2 separate regions of the Pan troglodytes genome follow, and region 1 is linked to region 2. A link is a contact called in public Hi-C data. All regions are on one chromosome and are shown on one strand. The core of a region is the stretch at or near the end of the contact, and the rest is flanking DNA. Distances in the headings are between cores, read along the strand shown. Region 1 holds the start of KLF3 (KLF transcription factor 3). Region 2 has its middle 340 kb from the start of KLF3.

What was found. Hi-C and Micro-C count contacts between places; a contact is called where the count stands out from the background.
Region 1: a Hi-C map of stem cell-derived neural progenitor cells shows a contact between it and region 2, with 5 times the contacts expected there. The contact joins the promoter of KLF3 here to the enhancer-like site in region 2. A contact is called at or near these places in 4 of 7 Hi-C or Micro-C datasets (blood, induced pluripotent stem cells, a lymphoblastoid cell line and 1 more), 1 of 1 datasets of contacts at active chromatin or transcription factors (stem cell-derived excitatory neurons) and 1 of 1 other capture datasets (stem cell-derived neural stem cells).

Annotation. Positions count from the first base shown.
Region 1 is chr3:38,985,823-38,989,512 of NHGRI_mPanTro3-v2.0_pri, forward strand. KLF3 (KLF transcription factor 3) reads left to right here and starts at 1,828. Exons shown (of 6, transcript XM_016951446.3): 1 at 1,828-2,268. LOC134809783 reads right to left here. Exons shown (of 8, transcript XM_063808704.1): 1 at 2,602-3,690. The coding sequence starts at 3,023. LOC134809784 (putative uncharacterized protein FLJ13197) reads right to left here and starts at 2,602. Exons shown (of 3, transcript XM_063808708.1): 1 at 1,983-2,602. The coding sequence starts at 2,343.
Region 2 is chr3:38,641,405-38,644,842 of NHGRI_mPanTro3-v2.0_pri, forward strand. No RefSeq gene overlaps it. Among named protein-coding and RNA genes, the nearest start is that of KLF3, 340 kb to the right of the region's middle. Within about 2 kb of position 1,352, at least 14 of the 24 cell types and tissues checked have an H3K27ac peak or open chromatin away from gene starts, as enhancers often do. A contact at or near this core is called in a lymphoblastoid cell line, stem cell-derived excitatory neurons, stem cell-derived neural progenitor cells and 1 more, where this site is marked.

The DNA.
Region 1 (3,690 bases), core at 578-3,077, 340 kb after region 2:
TTGCCGCCTGCCCCTTCCATATCAAAACCACTCCCTTCTTATCTTGGGTCACACTTTTCTCCGACAGGCCTATTTCGCTCTTCCCCTTTGCGTCCACACCCACATGAACAAGGTAAAAAACATGGTTTATGTGCTTCAAGTTCTCGTCCCTGTGTCCCTGGAGAAAAAAACGTACTTTTTTGAGCACCTACTATGAGCCAGTTTCACCAGCCATTCCTAGCACGGTGTTCCGCTAATGCAAACCTTAAGGCAGCCAATCAGACATTTAATGATGTCAGTGATCAATAAATGGCAATTAGTAATTGACACGAATCCAACTCCTTTTTTTTCTGGAATGTCTTTTATTCATTATGAAGAAAAAAAAAACTCACACCCTTTACATTTTAAAGATGAAGCTTATGGGATAGCACGACGTCCCATGAGCCGGCGTCGGTTCTGGGTATCCTCCACGTGGCCTTTCCCGGACTTGCGTTATTTACAATATGCGATTTCACTACTTGAGGTTACCGAGTACTAATTTTACGATACTGTGTAGCTACATGAAGCGGCTCGAAATATACTATTATCACTCCGTTTTAAGCAGCACGATGTCTGGATGAAGCATCAAAGCGAGATGGGTCAACTTAAAGGGCCTTTAAAACATCTTGAAGCAATAATAAGCCATACACTGAAGCAGGGGCGGTTTTAAACATTACACAGAACTTAAAACAATCGAAGGAATTCGTCCTTTGTTCTTTTTATTACATTAATTATTACATTAATACTGTTTAAAAAGAAACTCAAAAGGCATTAAACTTAGGTACCAATCTACAAAGTCCTCGAAGGGGCCTGGCTTGGACCGAACGCGCTTTTGTGCCGCCCCGCTCGCTCGCAGCACCCTGAAGGCCACTGAGCTTAGGGCGCTCGGTCCCTAGAAGCGACTTGAAACGAGGGGGTCGCCAGGCCAGGCCCTCGTTCTGCAGGGGAGGATCCGACCAAAGTTTGCCAAGTTTCCAGGCAAGCCCGACTGCGCAAATGCCGCTTTTTAGCTCCAGCGGCAGGCCTGGCCCGTGGGAGGTTTGCCCCAAGGGTCTCCGGGCCTTCAAAGAAAAGTCCCACGAGGCGGGGGGCGCCGCCTGGGCCGCCGGCCAGGGGGACCCGTCGCCCCAGGGCACAAAGAAAGAGCGCGCCTACAGGGTGTCCCCTGACCCCGGCGACTCGGGGCCAGGGAGGCTCGGCGCGCCCCAGCGGCCGCTCTTCCCCTCCCGAACCCGCCCGGCCCACTCGCTCCTGCACCGCGGCCGCCTCGGCTCGGCTTTTCTCTTGCAGTGAGCTGAGTGCGCTCAGCCGAGGAGGGGCCGCGCCGGCCGCGGGGCCCAGCCCTTCCCGCCGCGCCCGGGGCCGCCCTTCCCGCTGGAGCCGGCTGATCGATGGCCCTGGCCGCCCGCGCCCCCCGCCTCGGCTCGCCCGCGAGCCCGGCTGTGTGTTTTGGAAGCAGCGCAGCGGGCCGCAGCCGTGTGACGCCCGGAGCGGGCAGCGCCGCCCTTCCTTCCCCCCGGGCTCGGGCGGCGGCGCGGCGGCGGGGCTGGGCGGGAGGGCTGGCGGGGCGCGGACTCCGGGGAGGAGGGCGCGGGGAGGGGACGCGGGCGGGGGCGCGGGGCCGGGCGGGGGGCGGAGGCCGCGCCGCGCACGCCCAGCCCCACGGCCGCGCCGCGCCTCGTGGGACAGGTTGGGCCGGCGGGGCGGCGCCCGACTCCGGGGAATAATGAGTGTCTGTCAGGCCGTCCCCGGGTGACTGGGCGGGGCGGGGCGGAGGCGGCGCGGGAGGCGGGGGTGGCGGGGGAAGGGCGCAGGGCGGGGTGCGTGTTTGCGCGAGTGACTCGGCCGACCCCTCCGGCGGCTGCCTCCACCCAAGTGGGTGGGGACCCGCCCAGCCCGGGCGGCCGCGGCGGCTCCCTCTCCCCTCCCTGACCCTCCCACCCCGGGTCCCAGCCTCTACTTACCCCGCCAGCCCCGGGAGGCTCGCAGAGCGAGCGGCGCCGGCGTCATGTGACTGCCCGGAGTTGGTGCCAGGAGCCAGAGGGGAGCCAGGAGCGGAGCCGCGCGGAGCCGGGGCCCGAGCCGGAGCGCAGCGAGAGCGCCCGCCGCACGCGCGCCCGTCCCCGTCCCCTGCGGCCGCCAACGCCGCCCGGACTGGAGCCCTGACATTGCTGCGCTCGGGGGACTCCAGGCAGCCCGTATCGGGGCCTTTATTTCTCGTCGGCGGCGCCCTGCACCGCGCCTCGCAAAGTAAGTCCCGTCTCCCTCACCTTTGCTCCGCACCCTGGTCCCTGCCGCCCCCCTCCTCGGCCAGTCTGGTTTCATTTTTTCTTCTGGAGGGGGCCGCGGGGAATGGGTCGGGGGTGCAGCGCTGGTGTTGGGGGGGGGCGCCTGCGGGCTTGGGAAAGTGCGGCGGCTTCACTTAGCCGGGGTGGGGGCGGAGAGCAAGCAAGGAGGAGGGGGTCACGGGTTCGCGGTGAAAAGTGAGGGGTTGAGGCGAGGCACCCTGCGGACCCCGGGTGCGGGGGAGCGGGGCTGGCAGCGCCCGCCGCCGTCCCGGGCAGGGCGCGGGCGGGGGCTCACCTGTGTGGTCCCCGGCCTCCTCCCGCCCGCTCACGATTCCCTCCAAAGCCCCAGAAATCTCCGTGCTCTCCGCGTGTGGCAACGTTGTTTGGAGAAAGGTAGCGCCGCGGCCGCGCGCTCCTGCTCCTCCCCCTCCCGGTGCCCCCCCACCACCACCACAACCCAGGCTCCCGCGTCCTTCCCCTCCCCGCCCTCCGCCCGCGCCCCCCGCCGCCCCCCTCCCAGGACACGGCGCGCGGCCGCTCGCCCGCCACAGCAAACTTGGAGCAGTCTCCCGGCCCTCTGGAAAGAAACTTAGGGCAATTGGGATTGGAGGCAGCATCCCATTCTCGGTTCTGGAGCCCAGGAGCTGCCAGGGCGTCTGGATCCTCCGGGGCAGGAGAAATGAGCTGGCCGGGTTTGGAGAGTCTTCCTGGGGGCATGGAGAGAACCTGCCGCAGTGCCTGGAGCAAGGATTGCAGCGTGGCTGAAGGCGGAGGACGCCTTAGGCAACTGCCTGCAGCCGAGCCTGATGGGGACCCAGGGACAGATCCCTGGATCAGGACCCATGGGACCTACCTAACATTTCCAAGTGGCTTTCTTAGAGATGGCAGATAAGATCTGGAATTGTCATATTCATTTTTTTGGGCAGATAGCCACTGACAAGGAGAAGCACTTTTCTGGTTTAAATTTTATAGCAGTATACAATAATACTAGAAGAATGTGAATGAGACTTATTTTTAATAAGTCAAGTTAAACGGAAATTGGAAATTGCTCACCTTCTTGTATTTCACTAAAATAAACATTTTACACTTAACCACTGAATTTCTTACTCAGAATTTATGTTTCCATTAATATCACCCAAGACATTTTAAATATATTGATTATATTCTCACAAGAGTCTGGTATATGGGAAAAAGTATGAAGTGGTATTCTGACAAGTACCTGAAATATGCCAGCAAAATCAAGTGGGGAATAGGCCAGTTGTTCATTATAGGTTTTTCCACACAGCAGTTTTGTGCTATCCTTTTCTGTATGAATTTGAGGAGCATTTTTATAAGAGAAATTCATCTGGATGATCTGCCTCACCCTAGGGAAGAAGACTTGCTT
Region 2 (3,438 bases), core at 102-2,601:
TGACAGTTTACAAATGCCATGGCAACATCAGGAAGTTACCCTATGTGCTCTAGAAAGGGGAGGCATAAATAATCCATCCCTTGTTTAGCATATCATCAAGAAATAACCATAAAAATGGGCAACTAGCAGCCCTTGGGGCTGCTCTGTCTATGGAGTAGCTATTCTTTTATTCCTTTCATGTCTTGTCTTTTTTTTTTTTTTTTTTGAGACAGAGTCTGGCTCTGTCACCCAGGCTGGAGTGCAGTGGCATGATCTCAGCTCACTGCAACCTCCACCTCCTGGGTTCAAGCGATTCTCCTGCCTCAGCCACCTAGTAGCTGGGATTACAGGCGTGCACCACCACGCCCGAATATTTTGTATTTTTTTTTTTTTTTTTTTTTAGTAGAGATGGGTTTCACCATGTTGGCCAGGCTGGTCTCGAACTCTTGACCTCAGATGATCCGCCCACCTCGGCCTCCCAAAGTGTATTCCTTTACTTTCTTAATAAACTTGCTTTCATTTTAGTCTACGGTCTCACTCTGAATTCTTTCTTGTGTGAGATCCAAGAACCCTCTCTTGGGGTCTAGATGGGGACCCCTTTCCTGTAACAAGTGTACAGTTGGAGGCCATTGAAAAACAACCAAGCCTAAGATGGGACATGATACCATCTTAAGAATATTTGTATTTGTCTCTCTGACACTGTCTGCAGACTAGGGTCACTCAAAGGATGGATGTGGATCTCTTGATTTGCCAACTCTCACTTTCACCAAGCATTTTGACAAGGGTTGGAGGGGTCCTTTAATAAGAGGTATAGGCGAAGGAGGTAGGAACTAGTCTCTTCATCTGGACCAGAGAAGGAACTCTGGTTCTGCAAACAAATGAAAAGCTTAGGAAGGCCTTGTCCTGACGAAATTCACAGGCTTCTAATCCTCTCCCTTCCCCACCTTAAAAACACACAAAATTAAGGAAAAGACAAGAAAGGCGGTAAGATTCTTGAAAGAGCTTTCAAAAATGAGAAAAGAAAAACAAGAGAATAAACAGCACAATGTGTCCTGATATGTTAATATGTTTCCCTTTCGTTTTGCGTTTTTTTTCCCCTTTCCTTCAAAAAAAAAACAAAAAAATCTAGGATTTTGTCTCCTCTAAGGAGAAATTAGGAAGGAAAATTTGACATAATCTCCAGAGCTGTAAAACTTCTTTGTATGCCGTCACTTGAGTGCTTTTTCTTACATTCCCTTAAGTAGCCAACCTACCATGTGGCGAGTTTGTGAAGCCAGGAAGGGAGGCAGTAACCCGAGAGGCGCTGCAGGGCGGCTCCCCATGGCGAGGGAGGGCAGGCGGAGCCCCAGCTCCTCCCAGCCGGCTGAGCGCTCGGCCCCTCCTATGGCCGCAGGGGAAAAGGAGGAGAGACCTACATTTAAAAAGGCAGGAACCTACCAACTGCAGAGTGAGAATTCCCATTCGTGAGGTCAAATCGAGGTCAAGAATTTCCTAACCATCTCTGAAAAACCCCCTATTTAGGGGGTCAAGTCGGGCTGGCAACACCCCAAATCATTAACTAAATCTAACTTGATCTTCAAAAACACAGCCTAGGACTGTTTTTCTTTCTTTCTTCTGCCTGAATGTTTCTCAGTGGCATTTCTGTTACTTCCTGTTTGTGACCGGGCTTTCCTTGCCCTACTTCCTTTTTTAGGGGTTTAGGTTGCCTCGACGGCCATTTCCACTTAGATGGATGGAAAAGGGGTGTGTGTGCGTTGGATTGGAAGGGAAACAGCTCACATTTATTTTTATGTTTTAAAACTCTTTTCTCATGCATTCACATTCTTTCATTTACGTTCTACAGCAACACTATGAGACCAACAATATGATTATGCCCAAATTACAGTTAAAGAAACTGAGGCTCAAAAAGATTAAATAAGATGTCCAAGTTCACTCATCACATAAAGGCGCAAAACATGGATCTGCGTTCCAAGGGTCTGAAATCCAAAGGGGCTTGGGGATTTCACGAGGTCTGAATCTAAAACTGAAGTTCTTTTCATTTATTGAAACCTTAAGGGAGACCTAACTTTAACTTATTTGGCAAAACTTTATTCAGGGAAGACTTTTATTCAATCTTTATTACAGAGTTTATTCTTCAAATGTAAAGAAAAGACTTAGCTTAGTGCCTTCCCCAGAGCAGTGGGAGAATTATGAAAGATGTACTATTGCTTTTTTTTTTTTTTTTTTTTTGGCAACCTCTCTGCTCTGCTGTCTTTCACCCTGGCCATCCCAGGACCAAGCTGGGGCATTCATGCTTGCCCCGGAGCCAGGCCTGCACTTCCAGCGTCAGGCAGTAGGGGGAGCATGTGTGCAAGAGGAGGAAAGCGGCTCCAATTGGGCAGGAAACGTCTGAGACCATGTGTCCTTACCCGGCTCCGGTTGAAAATTTAATTTTTTTGCTGCCTGAATGCTTAGGACCCATGGCTCCAGGCTTCTCTGCAAAAATTTATGCTTACTGATTTGTAGGGTGGGAAAAACCAGCCTCAGGGAGTTGTAGAAAAAGATTACACGTGTCCACTGGATCAGAGGAAGTAAAAACCTCCACACGGTTGCTGGGGAAGGATCCAGGCCTCCTGGCCTCCGCCCCTATGTGAGGGGGAGAGGACGCAGAGGCCCACACTATGGGCCGTCCTGGGTCCAAGCATCCCAGGGCCTCCACCTGAAACCTGCCAGAGAAGACAGGATTTTGTACAGTCCCTAGCGAAAGAATTGGAATGTACACAGCAAATGGGGAGAAACGTTTGTGTTTTTTCATTGTATCCCTGGCTTCTGGAACAGCGCAGGTGGCGGCCTGGCTTCTGGTACTCACATTGACCGAGCCTGTTAACTTAGGCTGCGCTTTGACAAGCTCCTTGAAGTCAGGTGGAAAAGAAACAAATGTCCTAAGCTTGAGCTTGTACTAGGTCTAAAATAACTTTTGAGTGCTGGCAGGTCACCTCTGCTCTGGGATGTAGCTTTCTCCCATTTCTCCTTTCTCCATTACAAGTTTAGTTTCTTAACCTGGGAAAGAAAAGTTTCAAAACTGCAGCAGTGGAGAACCCCGAGGGCTGGCTGGCAATAGTGTCATTCAAAGGAAAACAGAGAAGAACCAAAAGCTGATGTTTGCCTGCACTTTGGATTTGGATATAGAAGACAACTGATATTCTTTTTTTGATGGTGGTTATGTACAGAAAACGTTGGTCTTGGTTCCAAATACACATGAGATTTGTATTCTAATGCACCTGTTCCTGTGATTTTTTGTTGTTGTTGTTGTTTAAAATGGTGACTTCCTAGGGTATTTTTCTAGACCAGTAGAAAAGACGTTAACCAAAGCTTCCTGTAAAACTACCATTTAGGCATCTCTGCTTTCATTCTGCTCTGGGGTAAAAACTCCCTTCACTCTGAATAAGTTAGAGAAGTATTCAGAGTAGCTGAGATGGG